Regions from separate parts of the Mus musculus genome. Here region 1 is linked to region 2. A link is a contact called in public promoter capture Hi-C data. All regions are on one chromosome and are shown on one strand. Each heading gives the region's core, a stretch centred on a gene start, on an enhancer-like site or on the middle of the called end of the contact. The rest is flanking DNA. Distances are from core to core; before and after follow the strand shown.

Region 1 (5,140 bases), core at 1,633-4,132, 340 kb before region 2:
GGTGGTGATAGTGTGTGTAAGACAGACAGACAGACAGACAGACAGACAGGAAAAAAGGGAGTGGTGATGGTGGTGATGGTGTGTGGGGGGGGGGCCCGGAAAGGGAGATGAAATGTGTGTGGGTGGGTGGGGTTATCCCAGGCTATATAAAGAGCAAGGGTGGAGCCAGGGCTGAGGTCAGTGGGGAGGGACATGGCTTGGTTGGGCAAGAAACCTAGGCCAAAGTTTGGAGGACACAAAGCCAAGTCCAAGAGCTTCCACCCACCTGGAAAGCTTATGACACAGTGCAGTCACCCCACAATGGTGGGAAGGAATGCAGGATAGAGACTGTGCCTCTGGGCAAGAGTGAGGGAATCTGTAGCAGCCAGTACCATGGTAGAGGGAGGAAGAGAGTGTCTTCTTCCTCGATGTAAAAATTGAGATGTCCTCTGGAGCAGACAGACAGTGCAGGGAGGAAATGGGGAAGAGAAGAGGGATGGGTGGGGTAGGATGGGAGGAGGATGAAGAGGATGAAGAGAGGGTGAGTAGGCTGGACGTCTTTGAGATGCCACTTGGAAGATATGGACAGAGAATCCCTCCTGTAGCTGGTCCTCCATACTGTCCAAGGCTACATCTAAATTTTGGACTCAGTTTATAGGCTGGGCACCCCTGCCCCTTAGGCCTGCCTGCCTCGGGATTGGGGACATCAGTCAGCTTCTCCCTGAACCCTCAGCATAGAAGCAGGAGATGTTCCCCATCTCTCTAGCCTCTTGTTGCTCTAATTTTATGATTGTATGAAAATAAGGTTCCCAAATTGCCTTTAATTAGCTTTAATAAGACAGCCTTTTTGCTAATTAAAACGATTATTAAGAAACCATTTATTGAGAATAAACACAGTGGTTAGGACCTGTGAGAATTCTGAACTCAACAACAGTAGCCAATACCAAGTCCCTGCAAAGCAGCCAGGTCACCTGACTGCCTGCTGACCTTGAACAGGGTGCTTCTCAGGCTGAGGTCCAGTGGTGCCACCTTCTTCCCTTTGCAGGACTGTCAGACACCTTAGGATGGGTAAAACAGGTCCGCAGAAGTTAGCACCCAGCTTTTTCTGGGCTCTGCTTGATCGGATAGCTACTTGAACTGTAGTGAACTGTGCTGAGTCACTAACCACCGAGAGCTTACATCCCAGCGGTAAAGAGGGAACGTGGTCCTGGGTGGTGGCCCCAGGGGCCCAAGCCCCCTTGAAAGTGTTCGAAGGCATGGGGAACACATTCTGAGAACCCGGCCCTGTGGATGACACGGAGCTTCGAGATGACATAGCCGGACGGCTGATCTCAATCACTCTCCTCCCTGTGGGGAGACGCTCAGCCAGTCTGCAGTAGAGTTCATCGATGCCTGGCTCCCGCCAGGAGCAAGCGTGCAGCCAAGTGACCGCGGAGGCGCTGAGGTGCACATCGGTTCTGGAGCCCAGGTTCCCGCCACAGCGCTTCCTCTGCCTGCTTCTCACCCTCCAGGGACCACCCAGCTGCCACAGCTGCGAGAGGCCTATGGAGGGCTCGCCCTTTTGTCCAAACCCCATGGCAAGATGGGATTTGGAGGGGACCGGGACACGCGAAGAGGGGGTCACCGAGGTAGAGCGCAAGGGGCCGAGCGTATCTGGGCCCTGTCCGCTTTTCGAGTTGCGAGTTGCGGGTCCTGCTGAGCCTTGACTTCCTTTTACAGTCCCCACAGGAGACCTCCAGGGGCCTCGGAGGCCTGGCAGTAGTCTAAACACAGCGATTTGTTTTTTATCTGTCTATCCATCTGTCTGCCTATAGTTCAGTTGAGCTTTCCCATCTTTCTTCCCATGGGCTTTTAGCAATAAGCGAGGTGAGGCTGTCCAGTCGAAAGCTTGCAACAGAAGCATTAAGCAGGAATGTGTCCTTGACCCTCTGAGCCAGGGGAGACGAAGGCCAAGCTCTAAAGCCTCAAACTCGAGGGCTCCCGGTAGGGCCCTGGCCTCTCGCTCTGGTCCTTGGTCGGGGTCAGGGCGCGCCCTGGGGTGTCCAGCCCGGGACAGATAGAACCAGTGCTGACGCTTCTGTCAACTGTTGGAGGCCTAGGCCAAGCCAAAAAGGTCTGGAGTATAGAGTGAGGCCTGGCCCGGGGAAAGTTCCCCTGGTAGTTCCGAGGTGTGGACCCGGCTGAGAACAGGCGATGAAAGTTAAAAGGACTGTGGTTTCAAAGAAGGCCAATCTGGACGCTAGGATGCTGAGCGCGTGAGTGCCCAACCTCTGCAGGTGAACTGAGGCAGGGGCATCAGCATCCCAGGCCTGGGGACGCAGTCCCAGGCAGGCGCGCACCCGCATGCACGCACATGCACACGGCGTCACCGACATACGCCTGCACCCACTGTCTGTGCCTCGCGAGGCCTGCTGCCCCGGTGCACGACAGCCGGCGACCGCGCGCTCCTCCAGCCCCGGGCGCTCTGCAGAGCCCCCGCCCGGCCGCGCGGCGCTCGCTCCGGCTCTTTGTTATGTTAATTCCCTTCCCAGCTGGTGCCAGCTGCCTGCACAATGGGCGCCCGGAGCCCCGCCAGCCCTCGCCAGCCCGTGAGTGGGGGCGGGGAGGACCGTGCACCCTATGTGGATGGGGCGGGCTAGTCCCGCTGAGTGAACGCTGCGGGGCGAGCAGCACCTCCCCCCATGCCGGCGAAACCGCGCTTCTGAGGCCTGCGGAGCGAGCTCTGATGCTTTCCAGTCGCCGGGACTGCCTGCCCTCTAGGTGCCAGGGCTGGATGGAAAGTAAAAGGCTTCTGGGCGGCTCCAGACCCGTGAGGATGAAAGAGGACAGCCGCTTCCAGACCACACAGCTAATCCCGCCATAAACCTCGAGTAAATACCGGGAGAGAAGGAGCAGGCCCGCTACAGATGTGGAGTGCAGCCTCCGGGGATCCCCAAATTAAAACCCGGGCAGGAGAGGCACTTGGACCACCACCAAATGACACTAATTGGGTTATGGGACCATAATCTTAGCTGGTAAGAAAAAAATCCAGTTACAGTCACAGCTGCAAGGACTGTCTTCATAAAGCTGCAGAGGGAACGCGGGCTTTTTTTTATTACGCATAAACATGAGGAAGAGGCTCAGGGTCCCCGCCTGCATGGTGCGGAGAGGCGAAGGACTTTTGTGCCGGGAGCAGCAGCGCTACATGCCTGGCTGGCTCCGGGTGTGCAGGGCTAATGGGCTGGGAGTGGATGGGGTAATGTATTGAGCTGGGGAGCAAATCTGCCTGCAGGAATGTAGTTCCAGGATAGGAGAACAGTCATGGGCAGTGCGAGCGCGTGCAGGCGCGCGCGCACCCTTCCCCCCTCCCCCTACACACTTGGTGGGGAGAACAGATTAAACGATACTAGAATGACTGAGTTAAGCTTAGATCTATAATAACTGGAGTTGTAAGCCGGGCAGTGATGGCGCACGCCTTTAATCCCAGCACTTGGGAGGCAGAGGCAGGCGGATTTCTGAGTTCGAGGCCAGCTTGGTCCACAGAGTGAGTTCTAGGATGGCCAGGGCTACACAGAGAAACCCTGTCTCAAAACAAAACAAAAAAATAGTAGTAGTAGTAGTAGTAATAATAATAATAATAACTGGAATTGTGAATGAATTCTTACAACTTCCATGTCAAGAAACACTCACATGGACAAATGATCGGGGTTGCTTTAGGATTCTTCAGTGACAATTTCCAACAGCGACCCATGCCACCCTCATTGTGTATAGCCATCTTGTCTAAAGCCAGTGAAGGTCAGGCTGCCTGCAGGCTCTTACTGGTTTGAATTATAGCCATGGAAAAATAGATCTTTTTTTCCTTCAGCTGTTGGTTTTTCAAACTGTGAGAAGCAAGAGTTTGGAGCTGGCCAGCCTGGTGTCCCTGGGCAAGCTAAGAGTTTCCTTTATCTGGCATCCTCAATCACTGGCTTCGGTCACCCTTAGGAGCCACACAAGGAAGGAAAAGACAGCAGACCCTCATCTGAGACTCCAGTCACCCTTGGCCCCCAGATGCACATAGCCTCCAGGTGTGCCAAAGTGGCCAAGAGGTAGAAGGTTGACAAGGTGCAACATTTAGTCAGAGGTCTTCCTGAACCACCTATGGGCCTGTAAGGTTACTCCAAGAAACCCACTGGTTCAACAAGCTGGACGATTCCTGGGAGGAATCGTTTCCTTGGCTTGTTGATAGACAGGCATATCTCTAGGACTCTCTGGGAAAACCTGCCACTGACTGACTGGTGTTCTGGCTCCTCCATGACTCTCAGTGGATACAAATTGCAGGTATTCCTAGAGTCTCATTCCTGGGGCTGGTGGTACAGCGGGAGATCTCTCTTGATTCTGAGACGTCCCAGGGTTACCGTGATGTAGCACTGGAGACTCCAGCATTAAACTCCGGTGGTTGCTTTCCCAGTTCCCTCCAGTTACAGGGCCTCTGTTTTTTTGCTCTCAAGCCCTACCAATCATCAAGCCCCAAGAGAGGTATGCCTCACCTAGGGAAAATTATTCAGCTGAGAAACAAAGAGGTGAAATGTGATTTTTTGAATGGCATACCACTATCCTGAAGTCATCAGTTGGGCTGAGTTTAAAGATGACACGCCCAAAAAAGGATGAGACTCTGAAATAAGGAACACCAACCATATGATCTGCTATCAAAACTTCCCTCTTAGAAGTGGAAACCATGGTGTTGTGGTGTAGCTCAATTGGCAGAGTGCTTGCCTGGCATGTGTAAACCCCTGGGTTTGGTCCCGGCATGATATAAACCATAACCAGGTGTAGCAGTACATGTCTGTAATTCCAGGAGACGTAGAGATGGGAGGATCAGAAGTTCAAGGCCATTCTCAGGTACACACTGAGTTCCAGTCTGGGCCACAATGACTGTCTCAAAAAGAAAAACAAAAATAAATGACAATAAAAACAGTGCAGAAAATACCCTAGTTCCTTCGTCATAGGGTGGGGTCTCGGAGTTCTGTTTCAAATGCTGCTTTCATCTCTCCTGTGAGTTACAGGCACACAGGAGGACTGGGCTTAAATCATCTAAAGAGTTTAACTTAGCACCATATTTTGGTGGGAATTTTCTTCCCCTGAATAAAGACTATGTCTAAAGGAACTAACCATTCACTGTGGTAACACAACCAACCTGAAC
Region 2 (5,578 bases), core at 321-2,820:
AAAATAAACTTGGGAAGAAAAAAATATAAAGCTAGAGTACTGGTTCTATCAATTTTTAGTACTGACTCCCCCTGAGCTGAGAACCTAAGTTAGACTGGCAGGCCCTACAAACTGATCCTCCTTACATACTGTCTGTCTGTCTTTAACACACTGCTGGTCCTTTTTGGTATGAAGGTACCAGCATAGCACCACTGTAAAACCTCCAGTCTGGGTCTCCATTTTGCTGCCCATAACTTGGGGCCATTTGTCCAGGCTAGAGTTTTCTTAAGATTTCCTTCACAGAAGATATAGGCAAATTCCTTATGTCAACATTTGACCTTCCTATCTGCTGTAAGACTTCTCTGGAGAAAGGAACAAGGCACTTTCTAAGGTCCTAATGGCAGATGAGGGTACAGTTCCACCGAAGTTCAATCTGGGGTACCAAGGAGTCCATTAGGTTTACTTACAAAGCAGTGGGTCAGAGGTTATGGTCAGGGGCATGGGTGGCCTTGAAGCGGCCAGTAAGGATGTTAACTCACCTTTGGCTTCCTAGATGGTGTTCCCCTCCTTAGTTTTGCCCATCCTCCTTGAGGTATAGATAACTCCTTGAGGTATCATTCAATTAGGGTAGACTCTAACCTCAGAACTTCCGAGGCTGAGGCAGGAGGATTGTCATGTTTGAGGAATACATAGCAAGACATTGTCTCAACAAACAAATCCCCACCACAACAGTGTGGCTGTAGAGATGAGACCTGCTTTTTCTCCCAAAGATTTGAATTCCGTTCCCAAAGCCCGTGTTAGGCAGCTCACAATATTTTTAACTTATTCAGCTCCAGGTGACCCTACTCCCTTTTCTGGCTTCCTGGGCACCTGCACAAACTTATGAATGGAAATAAAAATCAATCTTTTAAAATAAGATGATCAGCAAACTGGACTCTCGGGCTTTGAGCTCCATGAAGAAGGTACAATGCAGTACCTCGGCACACTGAGAGTGAATACTCAGGCTGCAGACATACAGTTAGTAGTGTTTGGCACGCGTGAATTCCAGAGCTCAATCCCCAACGCGGCATAAACCAGAGAACGAGAAGTCCCGTTCCGGGCCAGCCCCTGCAACACATAGTACAACAGTACTGGCTCAGCAGTTAATGGCACTTGCTCAGCAGGCTGGCTTCCTGAGTTCAGTACCTCGGACCCTCTTACAAGGTGGAAGCGAGAGCTGACAGGGCGCCATTGTGCACGCCCACACAATAAGGCGATTTTTAAAAAAGGAGTGAATATGCATGGCCTTGGCATACCTGTCAAGTTCAGAATTTAGGTACATTAAAAAAATAATAATACAAAATAAAGCTTTACAGCATTGCCCACAGGAGAGGTGTCCCTTATTCCGCGGACTGACAACTGGCGGTCCCAGCGGCTTCTCCCCCACTTCCACTTCCGCCTCGCAAGGCCCGCCCGCAGGGGCTCTACCGGAAGGGGCGGGTCTAAGGTGGCTTTACCTCCCACTCCGTCCGCAGCCTCTTCAAAGGTTCTGGCTTGCGTTTGCTTTTCAAATGACGTCACGGAAAGGCGGAGTAAGCCAGTGCGCATGCACGTCAGGCTGTCTTTCCCTGGGCTTCTGCACACACTGTCGGGTTTTCACAGTACCGAGTGTGGGGCGTGGGAGGGCACTACGCCGCTGGCGGGCAGGCGGAAGGGCTTCCTGCGCCCCCGAACCTGCGGCGGAAATGCTAGCCGAGTGTCTTGAGGCAGAGCGCTTCCTTTTGTAACTAGTCTACCACCGCGTAGGCACGTGTGGGTAGGTGTGGCGGTGGGAGCGTGCCTTCCTAGAAGGGAAGAGGGTCCAGCAAGTGTTAAACTGGCTCGTGCCCCAGTTCTAGCGGCTTCTCTTACCTGAGTGTCGCAGGGTGAGGCGGTGATTACTCCGCGTTGTAGCTTATGCTGGTTTGATCAGGCTGCTGTGAGCGCTCTGTGGAGATCTGTCTGAGGAGCTGGCAATGGAGAGCTTACAGGCGCTGAAGTTTAGAGCCCAGAGTTCTGTCCCAGTTGGACAGTTTTGGGAGAAGTGGTAACTTTTGCTGTAAGGTTTGAATCCCAGAGCATAAATTGCACCAGGTAAAAGTTAGAATCGAAGCCAGAGACAATGTAAATGTGACTAGAAGGACGATTTCGTAAACTTAAGTCTGCCAGAGAAATGGGGTGCAGCATTGGTGACCCCATCTTGACAGTATTAACGATTTCCCCCTACCATATTGTTTCTAGGATCTTTCTCAAGTGCTGGGAGCTGAACTGTGTGTGGCCCAGGGAAAGGAACTGTGGCTAGCTAAGGAGGCCATATGTCATGTAACTTCCAGATCTTATGTCAACACCAAGCCCTCAGCTGCTGGTGGCAGCTGCTCAGCAGACTCTGGGCATGGGCAAGAGAAAATGCCCACCTCGAGCTACCTGCCTTCACCTGGCAGGAGAGGTGCTGGCTGTGGCCCGCGGGCTGAAGCCAGCTGTACTCTATGATTGCAACTCTGCAGGAGTATTGGCGCTCCAAAGTTATCTGGAGGAACTACAGGGGCTGGGCTTCCTGGAGCCAGGACTTCACATTCTTGAGATTGGAGAGAATAACTTTATTGTCAGTCCTGAGTATGCCTGTCAGCATTTGGAACAGACACTGCTTGGTACTGTAGCTTTCGTGGACGTTTCCCGCTCCCAACCTCATCCTTCTGTCCGGTCGGTGGACCAGCTCCCGGACTTGAAATCTCTCATAGCTGACGTCATCACACGTTTTCGAGGACTTAAGAAAGATGTGTCTCAGGGAGTCTCCTACACCAGGCTACATTCCTCAGACTGGAATCTCTGCACTGTATTTGGGATACTCCTGGGATATCCAGTCTCTTACACATTTGACCTGAACCGTGAAGATGACAACTGCTTAACCATGACTCCCCTGCGGGTGTTTACTGCCCGGATTTCGTGGCTGCCTGGTCAACCATCAATTCTGCTGTACTCCTTTAGTGTTCCAGAGAGTTTGTTCCCAGCCCTGAAAAACTTTCTAAGTGCCTGGGAGAAGGAACTCAGAACCCGATTTAGGGCTCAGAATGCCTTTGCTGACCTCAGCATCTCCTCTGAGGTGGTCACACTTCCTGCTGTGGCCCTCTGAGTTAACTCTGTCCGTTGAGAAGGTATCAATGAATGTCAATTACGATGAATGTTGTGCAGTCAATTGAACACGTGTGAATGGGGAGAGTCGTTGGCAGCAGTAGTATGATTTCAGTCTTTATATTAGGAGTTCCTAGGTCCTTAGCCGAGGTGTCTGTTTATTTTTCATTGAATGAGAGATGGAAAAGGAGCATTGTGGAGACATGAGTGTACCCTGGGATGGTGGCCTTCCCTGGTGGATAGTGCCTTAGAGGGAAGGAGAATGACTAGGTAATCTATGTATGGAACTCTAACTGAAGTAGGGTGCGAGACAATGATGCTTAAGGGTTACACTTGTGGCTTATTTCTCAGGAATACACAGTTCTAAAGAGTAGTCTTGTGAGATAAAGTTTATTTACAACCTGGTGAAAAAAAAATAAAACTAAGAGTCCGGATTCATTTGGAGGGAAACCCAAGTTATAAAGTACCAGAACTCAAGGTTTTCATGGAGTTGTTTGCATCTGAGTTTTACTTCAGATAGATGCCAGAAGTTCTTCAGATGACCAGGTTGCCTTTGTTTGCCAGGAACACTGCCAGTGCTGTAGCAATCACCACCATCAGCACTGGGAGCCATTGACCACACTGCAGCTGTATGGAAGGAGGTGGAGACAGGAGAGAGCAGCTATGAATTAGCTGGAGAAAGTATGGGCAAGAATAGTCCTTTGGCATTTTAACCCAGTAGAAGACCTCACACTGGTGGCAGAAGGGGCTTTTTTTTTTTTTTTCTCTTCAGTGTCTCCCTCACTTTTTGTCATTTCCACTAGATAAAACCAGTTTACTAGTGGCCTAGAGACTCATATCTGACAGGGGACAGATATTTAAATGCTGATCTGAATGAGGTGGAAATTAACTCAGCAGAATAACACTCTTTGTACACGCCTCAATACTTTTGCAGTCCTCCTCTGCCCTTGTCATTATGTTTACAATAAATCAAAAAAGTACTCTTTCATGCTTGAACCAATACAGGCTGAATATCCTTTTTCTGAAATGCTTGGGATTAGGACTCATTCAAATTTTGTCTTTTTTTTTCCCATTAGTATTTGTTTAGTATTTGTATTAGTATTTGTAGTAGTAGTATTAGTATTTGTTTACCAGTTGAGCAGACGTAATAAAAAGACATCTGAATACCAAATGTCCTGAAATCATTTGATTCTTTTGAGCATTGTGCTTCTTTGTGCATGGTGTGCTCTGGATCTAGAACATGTCAGGTTTCCATAGCAGGAGTGCTCAATCTAGTGTCTTCCAGACTCGAGAGGTGCATAGAAATGGGGTGAATAGTGGACAGTGTTTCTTCCATGTTTGCTGTATTGTTGGCATAGTGTAAATCAAGTGGAATGGGACAGGATGACCAGATGTTGGTGTGGACTGATATATTTTATCTGTAACACTAGGCTTAAAAAAGAACTATTCAGCTGGGCAGTGGTGGCACACACCTTTAATCACAGCACTTGGGAGGCAGATGCAGGTGGATTTCTGAGTTCGAGGTCAGCTTGGTCTACAGAGTGAGTTCCAGGACAGCCAAGGCTACACAGAGAAACCCTGTCTCAAAGAAAAAAAAAAAAGAAAGAAAAAAATCCACCACCACCACCACCACCAAAAGGAACTACCCCACTGTGATGTAGGGCTGTAGAGGGGGATGGCCCTTCTTACTCTGGGAAATGGCTCCTGGCTGTGCCTCAGTGCTTCTTGACTGTGATGTAGCTTTTGCAAAAAAGAAAGGTACTTCTCATTGAGGATGTCTATTCTGAATGCAGTTCTCTGCACTGGGGAGAGCATAGCAAGGTGTCATCAGCTCATTCTCTCTCTCTCTCTCTCTCTCTCTCTCTCTCTCTCTTTCTCTCTTTCCTTCTTTTCTTTCTTTTTTAAAGATTTATTTATTATATGTATATAAGTTACACCAGAAGAGTGCATCAGATCCCATTACAGATGGTTGTGAGCCCTCATGTGGTTGCTGGGAATTGAACTCAGGACCTCTGGAAGAACAGCCAATGCTCTTCACCAGTGAGCCATCTCTCCAGCCCCCAGTTCTCTTTCCAACAGAATTCTGGAAGAGGACTGCCCTGAGTACTATACTCCTTCACTTGTTTTAAGTGAACTATTTTCTAACCCAAATTTCTCAGAGATTTTAGTCTTCTTCCTATCATATAGTTTATTGTGAGTATGTTGAGTTATAAGATTGGTTATGATGCATCTGTTACATTTTACACATAGAAACACTTTCAATTATTCTGCATTATTTATTCATTGTTAGGGTTGTGAGTGTGTGTGTATGTATGCTAATATCTTGTACATGTGTGTGTAAGTCAGAAGACAACTCTTCGAGTCACTTCTTTCCTGCCATCTCTATGGTAGGTCCCAGGGATTGAACTCAGGGCATCAGGCTTGGCAGCAGGTACCTTTACCTACTAAGCCA

What was found. Promoter capture Hi-C pulls out the DNA fragments that hold promoters and counts their contacts.
Region 1: a promoter capture Hi-C map of hippocampal neurons shows a contact between it and region 2, with 2.3 times the contacts expected there. The contact joins the promoter of A730013G03Rik here to the promoter of A130010J15Rik in region 2. A contact is called at or near these places in 2 of 39 promoter capture datasets (cranial neural crest and hippocampal neurons) and 1 of 115 datasets of contacts at active chromatin or transcription factors (embryonic stem cells).

The regions. Positions count from the first base shown.
Region 1 is chr1:192,832,331-192,837,470 of GRCm38.p6, forward strand. It overlaps A730013G03Rik (RIKEN cDNA A730013G03 gene), which reads right to left and starts at 2,883. Exons shown (of 1, transcript NR_155503.1): 1 at 789-2,883.
Region 2 is chr1:193,172,007-193,177,584 of GRCm38.p6, forward strand. It overlaps A130010J15Rik (RIKEN cDNA A130010J15 gene), which reads left to right and starts at 1,571. Exons shown (of 2, transcript NM_181048.3): 1 at 1,571-1,774; 2 at 2,239-5,578. The coding sequence starts at 2,336. The coding sequence ends at 3,127. It overlaps Irf6 (interferon regulatory factor 6), which reads left to right. Exons shown (of 8, transcript NM_016851.2): 8 at 1-30. It overlaps Traf3ip3 (TRAF3 interacting protein 3), which reads right to left. Exons shown (of 16, transcript NM_153137.4): 16 at 3,498-3,753. The coding sequence ends at 3,661.